Regions from separate parts of the Mus musculus genome. Here region 1 is linked to region 2. The links are chromatin contacts, called in public Micro-C maps. All regions are on one chromosome and are shown on one strand. Each heading gives the region's core, a stretch centred on a gene start, on an enhancer-like site or on the middle of the called end of the contact. The rest is flanking DNA. Distances are from core to core; before and after follow the strand shown.

Region 1 (4,022 bases), core at 773-3,272, 1.1 Mb after region 2:
GAGTCAGCTGTCTGGAATCCCGATGTCGTTTTCATTCTCAAAGACTCCAGTTGTCCGGGTTTTTAATTTACTTTACCCAGAGTGTTGAGGCTGTCAGGTCTCGGGGCAGGAAGCACCAGGTCACCGTGGGTTCATCACTGAGTATCCCAGGCCATCCTGGGAAGTGATTCTCGGTCTTAAGCTTGTGGTGGTCTGTGAAAGCGAGCGGGAAACCCTGGGAACCCTCAGGCGTTAGCACCGCAAGTCTGCGACCCTAAATTCAGGTCTAGAACCTGTGTCCTCCGGCGACCAGGGCCGAGCGAGCACTTCTAGTTTGCTTCGCCTTCGTCTCTCCAGGCCCTGCTGTAGAGTTGGAAGATGCAGAGACCAGGCCCCTGCAGCCCTGGGAAGTGAGACAGTGAACAATAAACACGATCGTTTCCGAAATTGGTAGACACCGAGGAGCAGCGGTGGAAATGGGGGACACCTACATTCTACATTATCCCTCTTAGCACAAGTAGAAGCTGGGGAGACCTACAGAGTGGCCTAGCGTGGTAGGTAGGAGCCTAGAGACCACCAAAAGAACTCAGTGGCACAGCGAGCAGCATGCCAGCTATGGACAGTGAGATTGTCACAGGTAGAAAAAAGTAGTAATGGCAAGGTTGGAGCGGGAGCTACGGCAGTGAAGGTCTAGTTTGGTATTATCAGAAAAATAGGTAAGGTGTGTGGGGGGTGTTAATCCTACCTCTTTATATTTGGAGACAGCTGCTTCCTTTTTCGACAAAGGGCGTTGTCTTGACTTAGCCCAAAGTTCAGTATGTGCATGTATTTGAGATGGTGTGCGCTGATGGACACGCCTCCTTTTGTTATAAAAGTGGTCAGGACCGCCTGGGACAACTACTATATCACCTATTTTTTTGTGATATAGTATTTTTTAACTTAATCTTTACCACTCTTTGAGAGGGTGAGCACCCTTGTCTTCTCTTCTAACTTTCATTTCTCCAGTGATGAACCCATGCCCAGAGGCACATCGCTAGATCACAATGTTCCAAAGCCAGGACGCTCAGCCAGTACAAATTACCTTTGATGTTAAAGCTCTTTTTAGGTATGTCAGTAGTTCTTTCTGTAGGTGCTAGAGCCATTGAAAATCTGGTTAGTTGTAAACTTTGGGGAAGGGAGCAATATATGAGCACACAGAAAAAATTTAATAGCATGAGACTACAAACTTTTTTGAATTTACCTATTTTCTGAATTTGCCTTTTCTTGAATTTGGGGGTTACAGTCATCCAGGACTGTGTTTTATATTCTAAGATGATGCACTTGGGGAAGAATTCGGTTGAAGTCTAAAACTCCATGGGCTTTTTATGCTAAACTTTTCTCCTCCTTGAGCATAATGCTTGCGCACTAACACAGAGACATAACCATTTCCCATTATCAATGGGAAAAGCTATGCACCTTGTCGAAGAGTAATAATGCCGTAATAGTCTTCCTTAACACGACTGCTTTGCTTAACTAAGCCCCGGTATCTTCATTGCAACCTGCCATTGCTACTTTATATTTACTACCCTCTCTCATCTATCTCATTTCGACTTTCTGAAAGATATGTTTGTTGTGTGCACACTTCTCCCACACAAGAATGTCCCAGCATTTCCGATGCTTAGGAATTATTCTTGCAAATAACCTCTAAGAGCTGTTTAAAGATTTACGAACCGCTCTTTCCATTTGTTCCCTTACCCTGGCCCCAACTAGGTAACCCCTGAGCTCTGCCTCATCGACCAACTCGGTCTCCATCAGAAAGTACTTGGTTCATCAGTCCTGAGCGGACTGACGGGTATGAGGTGACAGAGGGCAGAGAAGAGGTGCGCCCGAGAAGCGCGGCGCTCTGGAGCGCCACGGTGGAACCTGGAACCCGACTGTGGGTGCCGGAAGCGCGCAGGCGGAAGTCACCCAGATCCCGGAACGCGGATCTCTTGGCCGCCCCGCCCGGAAAGAGCCCGCTGCGCTTGCGGCGCCGGCACTGAGCATGTGCGTGCGGCCCCGCGCATGCTCCGTGGAGGCCCGCTTCGGTTTCTGTCGCGGGGCCCGCGGTGTCTCCTAGCGTAACCGGAACTAGCCGTTGCGGGCCGGCCTTCTCTGCGCTCGGGCCTTGAGGTGATCTCCGAGCGCCCCGGACCCCTCCTTCCTCGCCGTCCCCCTCGGCTCGGCCGCTCGCCTCTCACAGCCGCCGGCATGAGCTCCAGGCCGCCAGCGTCGCCGCCAGCGCAAGGCTCCAGGTTGCTGCTGCTGTCGCTGCTCCTGCTAGGGACGGTCCCAGGCCCGCGCCCGGGAAGCGCCTTCTACCTGCCCGGCCTGGCGCCGGTCAACTTCTGCGCCGAAGAGAAGAGCAACGAGTGCAAGGTGGGGGAGGCCTGTCGGGCTGCGCGCCGCGGTGGGAGCGGGGTCTAGGAGCGGGGTCAAGGAGCGGGAAGGGGCGTAGCTGTGGGTGGGGTCGCATTTCGAGCCGCGACGGGACGGGGGCCTGCGGACCCCGGGTGGTCCCCGCGGGCTCGTCGCTGCAGCTCGGGGCGCTTTGCCCGGACCCCGGCGGCTTGCGGAGCGCCCTTGGACTGGCCTGCACGCAGGTACGCGGTGACCCGATGCCCACACGGGGCGCTCCCAGCCGAGCGACAACTTCCAGTAACTTAATTTCGTAGCTCACTGTTTTATTGCACTTTCCTAGAACTCCTGGTCATGACGGCTTATTCTCTCTAGGACTTTGATACCGAACTTCAAGAATACTAGTTGATCATTTAACCTGTGGATTGTGACGCATTCTAACCCTCCTTGAAAACCGCGTTAATAAAGACTAGTTGTAGTTAAGTTTAGTCCCTGGCCTTTAAATTTTTTTTTAAGCTATAAAATTTTTAAGAGACCCCCAAATGGGTTTCTCCGCGATGGCTTTAAACACTTAAAAAGCAGCAGAGAGCGGGAGAAAGAACCTGCCTTGAAAATGTTGGTTTCGTAGGCCATCCGCCCACACGTTTTTCAGTTTACCAGCTGAAAGCAGCTTTTAGGTATCAGGTGTAGAGCATCACAATACACCATTATTTCGTAAAGTTACTAAAACTTAACCATTTGGAGGATCCAGGGCCTCTCAGAAACCGTTAATTTTAATACTTCAAATAATGGTTAAGAAAACGTTTACACTTTTTATTTACTAAAATTTTAAGCTGGTGTTTATTTTATGACTCTTAGCTATACCACAGTTGTGAATTTTGAGGTTGTTTTAGAGTATTAGGGAGGCTATTAAAGTTTTCATGGCATTTTGCAGCTTCTCTTTAGGTTTGTGGGCTATCCTGTGTGGCGTTAACATGGTCACTACAGTTTTAGAAAGAAACAAACGTGTATCTATGACACGTAAGTCGTAGAGGGTTCAATAATGCCTACCAATCGGTAAGATTCACCCAGGCACACAGTCCATTAACTGTGGTACCCGGAAAAGCAGGAACTTCTGCCTCCTTCTAGAGAGTTCTGACCTAAAGTGAGATCCAGTCTTACAGGCACACTGAATTTTTCTGTTAAATATTTCAGAAGCCAACCTTTATAAACAAGTACTTGGTCTGTAAATGAACAGTGAATGTGTGTTGTATTCGTAATTTCTTAGAGAAATACATTCCTGGCTCCTCCATCAGCCACTGGAGAACAGAGGCTTATTAATAAAATCTGATGTTACGAAAGGTATGGTCCACATACCTAGAGAGCATAGATGAGGAAATGTTTGTGGATTAGAGTCTTCTGGAGAAGCAGCAGAGATGTGACACTGGACACGGACTTTAGAGAGAAGTGTGAGTGGATTTGTGGGTGATTTGTGTTGTCTCACAAGGTCTTTAAGTGTCCTTTTGAAGTTTCTGATCCTTTGAGGGTTTGACTTAGATAGGTGTGGGGATGAAACAGGCAAGACAGATCATATTCTGGATGTTGGCTTGCTGTCCTTGTTCTCAGCTACTCCGTTAGCAGTAGGAAGAGGGCAAATGTCCCTAGGCTCTTCTCTAACTAGCTGGCGT
Region 2 (4,559 bases), core at 838-3,337:
AGCATGGCCAGAGCCTACAGGATGGCTCAGTGGGGTAAGGGTGCTTTGGTGCTCGGTACCAATCCTGATGATGCACATTTGATTCCTGGAACCCACTTGGTGGAAGGAGAAACCACTCCTACAAGTTGTCCTCTGACCTTCACATACATGCATGGTGGCATCTACATCCCGACATACAAAGACCCAATAAATAACTCTGAGAGCAAAACCAAACTGGTCATATCCTAGACACTCAAGTCAGTTGAACCAAACACTAAATGTAGAAAAAGGGGATCTTCGGTGAGGGTGGACTGGGGAAATGTTATGGTTTGCCTTTTTGGTACTATATTGCTTTAGTCATGGGACACAGCACATGTCTGCCAACACAGTCCCCGGACCAACCAAAATACATCACCCGGAATGTTTGAAACAGACCGATACAGAATCCGAACTGGGACAAGATTCCCAGGCGATTCCACAGCATCAGAGGTTGTTAGTAAAGCCAGGCTGCACACTGGGAATAACCTGTAATAACTTTAAACCCATCCATGTCATGTCCCAACCTCAGAAATCAGTCTGGCCACTGTCTTCTTATCCTGTGAAGAGACTCTGAACCTGTGGTCGGTTCCCCATTATAGCGGTTCTTAAGGTGTGATAATTGCTTGAATTTGCTTTCCTTTACTGGGCCTGGTGGTTCAGACCGAAATCCTAATGCTTAAGAGGTAGAGGCACGAGGACCAGTCTGGGCTACATGAGGAGACTTTCTGGGGAGGAGTGGGAGAGGAATTTAAAATCGAGTGCTGCTGCTCTTGGTGGCAGTTTGACCACTACACTTAAGAAAATTACTGGCTGAAAATAGCTCACCCATACTTGTAAAGCCACACACAGTTTGGCCACAGAGCTAGCTTCCAACCCACCCATGATTCTCTCTAGCAAATCGCCCAAGGCCTGTCTGGTTCCCCAGAGGCCAGAGGGATTTTGCAGCATGCAAGAAACAGCCCCAACCCTCCGCAGACTGCTTTTGACTCCCATGACTTACAGGTGCCCCTCTCTGATAATCAAGCTTTCATGTCTTCAGCCTCCCTCCCTAGCCACAGAGACAATTTCACTTGGTTAAGTTCAGTTGTAGCTCCGTTGTAGTTGCGACTGAGGTCAGTGAACTCCTCCAGGGTGGAAAATGACCGGAATCTGAGCCAAATTGGCTCTAGGGGCGGGTCCACACTAGCCTCTGGATCCGGCAGAACAAGGCTTTCCTGTGTTCCATACGGTCAGTGGCCCAAGATCTTTCCCAGACAGAGACAGGGAAGAAGGACGAAGGAAAAATGGCACCTAGTGGGTGGGGATAGTGATTGAAAGTCACCTAGTATCGTGGGCCTTCTGATCATGAATCTTCCGACTATATCACCAAGTTCTGGGGGAAAAAAAAACGGAATCAAATAACTGCAAGTCATTCTAAATCTCGCCACACTAAGCAGGGCATTCTGCTGTCCCTGGTCGGAGAGAGGTGGGGTTGGGCACTGTCCTGGGATTCGCTCAGGTGGTGGGCACTGAGCCCGAGCAGCATCAGAGGTGGCACCTGTGTCTCTGGCATTGAATACCGCGCCGCTTAGGGTGGTGCCGGAAGCCTGCGCTAGTGGCCTGGAAGGGGTGGGGGGCGGAATTCGTGGGTCTTTGTAAAACGCTTTCCACGTGATGTCGTAGTTCTCTGTCAGGCTTCCAAAGGCGACCTGCGGAGTCAGTGCCACGAATCTCCCTCCGGGCCTCCGCATCCCGCTGGACACCAGCGACTAGCGCTCGCGTCTCCGCGGTGGCGCTTCTTCCCGCTCTTGGCTTGGTGGTGCAGCTCAGACACCAGCTCTTGCCACACGCCCAAGTAAGGCACAGCTCCAGGGTGGCGTGGCCCTGCCCACGGTCCACCTTTCTGCGCACCTGCCTCCGGGGCGGGGCGGAGCGGGGCGGGGCCGCTGTGCGGGCGCAGGTCACGGCTCGGACGCTGGAGGGGGCTGTGGCTCTCCGCCGTCCCCAGGCTGTGCCCAGGCTCCCCCTGCCGAGGGCTCGGCCCAGGCCCTGGGAGGGGCAGTGGTGGCCCTCATTTCCCGCTCAACAGCCTCGGAGGCGGCTGGTCCCGGCGCGGGCGCAGCGGCTGCGGGGAGCGGGGAGCCCGGAGAAGGTGCGGGGCGGGGACGCGGCCACCGCCCGCTCTGCGCCGCTCCTCCCCACGCGAGTGGCGCTCGGGCCGGGCGTCGAGGCGGCCGCGGCGACCCGGAGCTCGCTCCCCACCCACCCCGCCTGCTCCGCCCTCCCCTCCGCCCCGCGCCACCTTTGATGGCTCGGACCTCGGCCGGCCGCCGCCTGCCTAGCTCGCGCGCCCGCCGCCCGCGGGGACCCCTCGCTCGCCGCCGCCGCGCCCTCGCCAGCCTTGCAGCCCGCAGCCCGCAGCCCGGACCCGGAGCCACCGAGGTAGGAGGCGTGCGGCGAACAATGACCGCGGCGGGAGGGCGGCCGCCTGGGTGGACCGGGCCGCGGCGGCAACTTGTGCGAGTCCCCGCGCTCGCGGCCCTGGGCGCCGGCCGAGCTGGCTGCGGAGTCCACGGGAACGGTCCTTTTTGTAGCCGGCGGCCGCAGGCCCCGCAACAATAGCAGAAGCCACGGTTCCTCGGGCACCGGTGGAGCTCACCTCCGCGGACCTGGGCTGCGGGGCTCTGAGCTCGTGGGTTCTCCCCAGCTTGGCTTCCTCTCCTTGGGCGCCCCTCCCCCGCTTCCTCCCATCCCACCCTGCCGGGTGACAGCGCCCCCGACGCCTCTTCCGGACCTCAGGCTGCAATCTCGGCTCTGGAGGTCCGTCTCCCGGCAGCACGGGTGCCGCCGTGCCGCCGGGTCACTGCATCTCGCCCACGGGCGGCGAGAACCTCCCGGTGGGTGACAAAGAGGAACACGCCCTCTTAAGTTAGATCTTGTTTCTCTTTACTCTCTGCCTTATGGAGGGGGAAGTTTCCCCCTCCCTTTTTAAAGCACAGGATATATATTATTATTTTTGTGTGGGGGGACGGGGAGTTCAGAACTTCTGATTGTGATTTTTTACGATTTAAGTTCGGAAAACTTTAGCCTTGTGATCCATCCGGACCCCGGTGAGTCTTAGACCTAGGGGTCGTGGAGGAGTACCAGATTCCTTGTTGGGACCCGGAAACCACGGCTGGCAGGGATTTTCTAGAGTCCCCCTAGAAAATAGGGAGGTAGGGCTCACAAAGGAACGAGGTTTGAGACGTGCTGGTGAAGATGTGGGAGCGAATAACTGCCTCTCATCTGGAACAGTTTACCAGGCTCAGCTTCTCCTCCCCTCCCCGGCTCCGGCTCCGGAGTTCAGTGGCCTCCGGCTGTTTCATTTATTTTTGTTTCAGCCTTCCTCCGTGCTAGTTTACCGCGTTTGACAACCTTAAACCTGGCCCCTGCCCATGGTTTACCCTCCAGACTTCCAATCCCTCCCTTAGTAGGCAGCGTTTTCTGACCATAACCTCGACCCAACGATGGGCCATGTTTAATGTGCTTTGCACGTGGGGACTTGGCCAAGCCCACTTCAGAACATTCCCCTAGCGTTGTCTTACTTCTCTTTTTCTATCTGAACAAGGAATGGAGAAAGAGGGGGAAAGCCTTTTGGATTATGAAAGCTTTAGTTGAGGAGTTGCCTTTAAAAATTGGTTTGGTGTTTTGAAAGCTAAGGTGGGGCCCTTTTCAAATCCCTGTCGTCTTTCCCCTCAGCCCCACATTTCTTGCTGGCATCTTAGCCTCAGCTTTTCAGGTGGGTGGGTCTCTGAAAATGCACGTCTTCCGTGGGTCTGGCATCCACACAGCCCACTTTATATTCCTGCAGCATCGGTCTGCAGCAAGACACTAATATTGGACCTTCTCCAAGCACAACGAAACGTTTGTGTTTTTAGTATGTCTGGCTAATAGCTCTGCTTCTGGGTAAAATAAATAGAAGCATTATTGGGCAGTGACTGGTCTACTGGGGGAGTCGGTGGAGTAGATAGTGAGCAGATGTCTGCCAAACCCACAGGAAGCTAGAAATACTTGGTCATCGATGAGGTAACTACCTTCTCATGGTGTGTGTGGGGGTGGGGGTGTGTGCAGAACTGTAGTGTGCTCCTCTGACTTGGGATATGCTGTTAAGATTTAGGAGTTCTGTAAGTTGGAATCCTTCTGAAGTTAGATATACGATGTAAACATCCCCCTCTGCACCCCACTTCCTTCTGTGATAGGATCTTAGAGTGTATCCCTGATTGGTCTCACTGGAGATCTTCCTGTCTCAGTTACCCCGAATGCCAGGATTATAGATAGGTGTGCATATCATGTCTATTTTTAGTGTACTTTTCTATACTGATATTCTCTTATTGGGTGTCAATACTAGGATATTCTTTTGGGACAGTTTTTTGTCTTGTTTTTCATCACATTATCCAAGAGACAATATTTAAAGATGAAGCTTTTCAATATTAAAAGTAATATTGAAAAGGACAAGGAGGTATGGGGCCACATAATCCTAGTGTCCTGGAGGCAGAAGGAGGGGGCTCATAAATTCAAGGCCA

Evidence for each region. Hi-C and Micro-C count contacts between places; a contact is called where the count stands out from the background.
Region 1: a contact with region 2 is called in a Micro-C map of embryonic stem cells, with 8 times the contacts expected there. The contact joins the promoter of Tm9sf2 here to the promoter of Farp1 in region 2. A contact is called at or near these places in 1 of 39 promoter capture datasets (liver) and 1 of 484 Hi-C or Micro-C datasets (embryonic stem cells).

What each region holds. Positions count from the first base shown.
Region 1 is chr14:122,105,060-122,109,081 of GRCm38.p6, forward strand. Tm9sf2 (transmembrane 9 superfamily member 2) reads left to right here and starts at 2,023. Exons shown (of 17, transcript NM_080556.3): 1 at 2,023-2,376. The coding sequence starts at 2,209. A330035P11Rik (RIKEN cDNA A330035P11 gene) reads right to left here and starts at 1,915. Exons shown (of 4, transcript NR_015586.3): 1 at 725-1,915; 2 at 1-382.
Region 2 is chr14:121,033,487-121,038,045 of GRCm38.p6, forward strand. Farp1 (FERM, RhoGEF (Arhgef) and pleckstrin domain protein 1 (chondrocyte-derived)) reads left to right here and starts at 2,088. Exons shown (of 27, transcript NM_134082.3): 1 at 2,088-2,439.